Regions from separate parts of the Sus scrofa genome. Here region 2 is linked to region 1. The links are chromatin contacts, called in public Hi-C maps. All regions are on one chromosome and are shown on one strand. The core of a region is the stretch at or near the end of the contact, and the rest is flanking DNA. Distances in the headings are between cores, read along the strand shown. Region 1 holds the start of BBS2 (Bardet-Biedl syndrome 2 protein). Region 2 holds the start of MT1A (metallothionein 1A).

Evidence for each region. Hi-C and Micro-C count contacts between places; a contact is called where the count stands out from the background.
Region 2: a Hi-C map of embryonic fibroblasts shows a contact between it and region 1, with 2.5 times the contacts expected there. The contact joins the promoter of MT1A here to the promoter of BBS2 in region 1. A contact is called at or near these places in 3 of 5 promoter capture datasets (fetal liver, fetal skeletal muscle and liver), 24 of 47 Hi-C or Micro-C datasets (alveolar macrophages, blood, brain and 13 more) and 1 of 2 datasets of contacts at active chromatin or transcription factors (skeletal muscle).

The regions. Positions count from the first base shown.
Region 1 is chr6:18,573,902-18,576,601 of Sscrofa11.1, forward strand. BBS2 (Bardet-Biedl syndrome 2 protein) reads right to left here and starts at 1,437. Exons shown (of 18, transcript XM_021093887.1): 1 at 1,321-1,437. The coding sequence starts at 1,437.
Region 2 is chr6:18,670,589-18,673,288 of Sscrofa11.1, forward strand. MT1A (metallothionein 1A) reads left to right here and starts at 1,428. Exons shown (of 3, transcript NM_001001266.2): 1 at 1,428-1,505; 2 at 2,101-2,166. The coding sequence starts at 1,478.

The DNA of each region.
Region 1 (2,700 bases), core at 187-2,686:
CAAGGATGTGGGTTCGATCCCTGGCCTTGCTCAGTGGGTCGGGGATACGGCACTGCTGTGAGCTGTGGTGTAAGTCAAAGGTGCAGCTCAGATCCCGTGGTGTAGGCTGGCAGCTGTAGCTCCGATTCAACCCCTAGCCTGGGAAGCTCCATATGCTTCAGGTGCAAAAGAAAGAAAGGAAGGGAGGAAGAGAGAGAGAGAAAGATACACAGACAGACACACTGGGTCACAGAACATGCACTCTAATCTCATTTCCACCACTTTCCAGTTGAGCGGCCTTAAACATTGCTTTGAACCTCTCTGAACTGTTATTTCTAATGAAGAAAATAACAGCTAACAATTAGTGACCACCGCCTAGATGCCAAGCACATGACACGTTGTAACATTTTAATCCTCTTAATAACCCTCTGTGGTAGAGACTAAGTACCTTGCTCAAGGTCATGAAATTAGCAGGTACTGGAGCCAGGATCTACCACACCTGTGCTATGCTGTTGCCATTGGCAATGCAGCAAGGATGCTGATATAATTAATGTAATAAGGCTTTGTGCTTGTTAAAAGTTACTACGCTTGATGTCACTGTATTCCATGTATGGTGGGCATGCCTCCGTCAATACACAGTGCCTTGATTTGCCTTGTCTATTGTCCTTCTGGACGATAAACTTTCTGAAAGTAAGCACTCCAGCTTTATCTCTGAATCCCCAAGATCTAGTACGAAGGAGAGTTCAGAAAGTCTGGTGAATGCCGAATGGCATATCTTTTTCATCTCTGTGACTCACAACTTGCACAGCACCTGCCACACAGGAAGCACCTAACAGGTACTTAGTGAATAAACAGCAGGATGAAAAGTGAATATACGTGGATAAAGATCAAAAGTGTAATTTGAGTCATTTAAGTTAGGGTGTCTTTGTAACTTTTTCCCCATAAAGTTGTTTAGCTCTGAGAGGCAGTTTGAGAGAAGTTCAGAGCTATAGGCAGAAGCCCTGGCCTCTAATCTGGGATCTGTCCCTACTGCTAACGCCGACCAAGCCCTTTCCCCTTTAGGGACTTCTCTTCCCCAAGCTCCCTAGCCGTACAGAGATTCCAACACGAGTCTAAGTACCTGAAGAGAAATAAATTGCTCAGCAAAGTCGTTCCCCGTTTTCACTCATTACTTCTGCGCAAGCTAAAGAGCTACAAACACTACGGACTCGGACTCGTTGCCGGGCAACCCTGGCTGGGGGCGGAGTCAGACAATGAAGAACTGGATTGCAGGGACACGCCCCGCGGGGGACTCCAGGGGCACTGGCTCCGTGCGGGTTGGGAGCAGGTGGGATTGGTTACCTTGCCCGCTTGGGTAGCGGCGGCCAGACACGGGTGAGTCCCGTCGTAGCGCCCAACGGCCACCATGCGGGGGCTGATTTTGTGGCGCAGTTTGAGGGTGAATACGGGCAGCAGCATGATGGCGGTGGCTCAGGAGAAAAGGGTTAGCGGCACGAGAGCGGAGCCGTGGAGCCCGCCTCACCCACCGCAGTGAGGGACGTGGGGACCAAGCCAGACCTGCTCCTGCAGCCTCAGGCCTGGCGGGAAACCGCTGCACCGACGTGGACCCCGGGCCGTTGGCTATTTCTGCGCCTGCGCAGGCCCGCCCACCTAGTTCTGCGGCTGCGCGTTCTGGCCTCGCGCTGGGCTGAGTCTGAAGTTGGGTCCCAGTGGTTGGGTCTGCTTTTTGTTGCTGTAACTTAACGGCGATGGGACTCATCGGGTCTACTTCGGCAGTTTCCGAGCCAGTGCATCCCTGGGGCTTCTTCTAGCACCACAACCAAGTTGCTGCACCGTTGCAGTTTACACACATTTCTACGCCACTCCAAACGGTCATTAATTCAAGAAATATGCCTTGAATGCCTACTTTGCCCCTTAACTTTAGCTGTTATGTTGATGCCCACGGTAGTTCTTAAATGTATCAATCACCTCCCCCCCCCCAAAAAAATGCTTTAAACTCTCAACTTTAAACAGCCCGTGGCCCTTTGTAAGATTCCCTGAGTATATATACATATAATGTACATATGTGTGTGTATATTTATGTGTGTGTGTGTGTGTATATATATATATAAATTTTTTTTTTTTTTTTTTTTTTTTTTTTTGCTTTTAAGGGCCACATCCACAGCATATAGAGGTTCCTGGGCTAGGGGTCGAATTGGAGCTGCAGTCGCTGGCCTATGCCACAGCCACTGGAACGCGGGATCCCAGCCGAATCTGCAAGACCTACACCATAGCTCACGGCAACTACGGATCCTTTAACCCACTTGAACAAGGCCAGGGATCAAACCCGCAACCTCATGGTTCCTATTCGGGTTCATTTCCTCTGCGCCACGACAGGAACTCCTCCCTGTATATTTTTAAAGCAGGACATGCAAAGTCACTAAACTTTTTCAGCATTTTTTCAAATAGTTTTTAAGGGCTTGCTCTGTGGGGGGTACTGTTCTGGGCAATATGGCAGCAAACATAAGACAAACTTCTGCTCTCCTGTTGCTGACATACAAGTCAGGGGAGAGAAACACTAAACAGGAAATACAAATGGGAGGTCATTTGGTGGTTAAGTGCTAAGGAAGGGAGAGAGATTGACTTCTGGAGGGAGTACAATTTTTTTCTTTTTTTGTCTTTTAGGGCCGCACCAGCAGCATGTGGAGGTTCCCAGGTTATGGGTCCAATCAGAGCTGTAGC
Region 2 (2,700 bases), core at 178-2,677, 97 kb after region 1:
GGAAGGAGACAAACGGCACTCGGAGATGTGGAAAAGCAAGGTTTATTCAGCACCGGTGCCGGCTCAGAGGAGTCACCTCCAGAGTCTGAGCACCAGGTCTTTGTTCTCAGCAACTTTTATACATTACAAGGTCTTGATTTTCCCATGTAAGCATCCCCGGGACCTTCCCCCTTCCCCAAGCAGACAGTGTTCCTCCCTAAGAAACTCAGCCAGCAAGGTTACAGAAGCGGAACTGATAAGCGATGCTGGGTACATGATTAGCAGGGCTGCTGGCTTAGACACTGGGTACATAGTTGCTACATTATTATAAGAAGGATGGCATGAGGCCAGCATAGCTGGAAAGGATTGCAGCTACCCTTTTAACCAAGGGGGGTGTTGTTCTTCAGTTAAAACTTATTTCACAAGCACTGTGACACTGAGTCAGCAGCCTCCTTGTACTGTACGCAGTTTTGTCTCTGGGAAAAGGCTCTCAACTAGTACCTCCCTGTAGTGTCCTGTTAGAATTGAAAGAGCGGCAGTGATTAAAGAAGCCTTGGCACAGACTCCAAGATATGGGATTGTCAGGAAGCCCCAAAGGGAAACATCCACGGGTCTGGCTTTGTTATTTAAGGCCAGGTCTGCCTGTCACCTACCCTGATGCCTTCACCCCCCCCGGGGGGGGGTGCATCCCATGTTTTGGGAACCTCCATCCTGGAGTGGGCCTGACCAGCTAAGCTGAGGGAAACCACTGGCAAATGCAGGCAAAGCAGACCCTGGGGAAATGTGCCCATTCACCTGCTCAGCCGCCCAGAGGGGAAGGAGGGACCACAGGCAGGGGCGTGTGTTCACAGCCTTGCTGTTCCAGGTGAAACCTTAGAGAACCGCTGCCTCAAGACCACGCTGGGGACCAGGACAGCGCAGGTTGGGGAAGGGGGGGCGGGGAAGGTGGCGAAGGTCACATCCACCACCCATCTCTGCGCACAACTCCAAGCTCCAGCCAAGCTTGGGACGTGCGCGCGAGGCTGCCGTTGCGCACGGGCTTCGGGAAAGGGCGAACCTCAGGGCAGAGTTGCGGGGGCTGGGGGTGGGGACGATGGCGAGGACACGGGGGCTGGGTTCCCAGAAGATCGGGGAACACTGGGTTTGCCGACCTCGCGGAGAGCTGGGGAGGGGCGGGCAGGGAGGCTGGGGCGCTGCTTGCCGCGCGGCACGAAGTCCCTCCCCGCTGCGGGCGCCGAGGAGGAGGCCGGCGCGGTGCGCACGGAGCCCGGCCGCCTTCCCGGAACCGTGCGCTCTGCCCTGAGGTTTGCTCACCGCCCAGGACCCGGCGCTGCGGGCGGGGATGTGCCGGGCGAGGGCAAGTGGGCGGGGCAGCCTCTGCGCCCGGGCCGCCTCCTGGGGTATAAACCTGAGCACGCGGGCGCCTACACTGCAAGGCGCCTCCTACTGGACCAGTGAATCCGCGTTGCTCTCTGCTTGGTCTCACCTGCCTCCACTCATGGACCCCAACTGCTCCTGCCCCACAGGTAAGAGTTGGCTGGCTTCGAGCCTCCGATGCCCCATCCCAGGCACAGGACGTGGGGTCCTTGGGGTGAGAGAAAGGGGAATTGTGAGTGGGAGCACAGGTGGACTCCTGTCATTATTCCAGGCCTTTTTTCCTAGCCACGGTCCTGGGGGGCATTTCCAGTCTCCTTTTGCCTCTGTTTTAAGTTTGGGGGTACTGAGGCTACGGGCCGCCCTTCTTGATGTTACCCAGCAAATCAAGGGACATTTGGGTTTGACTCTATGCTCTTTCCAGGCCTCAGAGCTGCCAAGGCTTGGTGGGAGGAAGGGACATTGCCTCCTTGGGTTTCGGCTCATAAGGTGCTGGCCCCAGCCCCAATCAGCCTGGAGTCAGCCCCAGTCAGGTCTGGAGCCGGGACCTGCCTGTGGAGGAAGTCAGGAGGGGACCTACCATCCAACACCGAAGAGAGAAGCTGGGGCTTCTGCATGTGCCTGAGTGGGGCAGGAGCTCCCAGGGCTGGGCCCTGACAGAGCAGGAGGGGGAGGGAGGCATTGCTGACATCTGCTGTGGCCCCTGAGTCCCGCTCCTGCTCACTGCTGTCTCTCCCTTGCTGGCAGGTGGCTCCTGCAGCTGTGCAGGCTCCTGCACGTGCAAAGCCTGCAGATGCACCTCCTGCAAGAAGAGTGAGTGTGGGGCCTTCCCTGGGGGTCTGGGGGCCTGGGGCCTGGAGTCTGGGGTCTGGGCTGAGTCAGAGGAGGGAGCCCTGAGCTCAGCAGGCAGGAGCAGGACTGTGACCCTATGTCGCTCCCTTAGCACCTGAATTGGAGTCAGATGTGAAGGAGCCGTAAGGATGATTGTGTCCCAACCTCTCATTCTAAAAGTGTAAACTGAGTCCAGGTTGGTTACCAAGTATTGTCATAGATGAAGTCCAGCCCAGAACCTAGGTCGTCTGTGTCCCTATGCAGCTTTCTGTAGCCTCCAGTGTCCTGAGCACTTTATACTTGAACTTAGTGACAAGGTGCAGTTCCTCTGAACTGTGGATGGAGTCTTTTGCTGTAGACGCAGCCCCCAGCAGCCCTCCCACGCACCAAGCAACTCTGTAAGGGTTTTGCCCCCTCATCTGGAGGACTTTGTTGTTCCCTTGATTGACTGAAAGCCCTGTCACTGTCTCTCCAAGACTGCTCTGACCTGGGCTCAGATGGAGCAGGCAGCCTTTA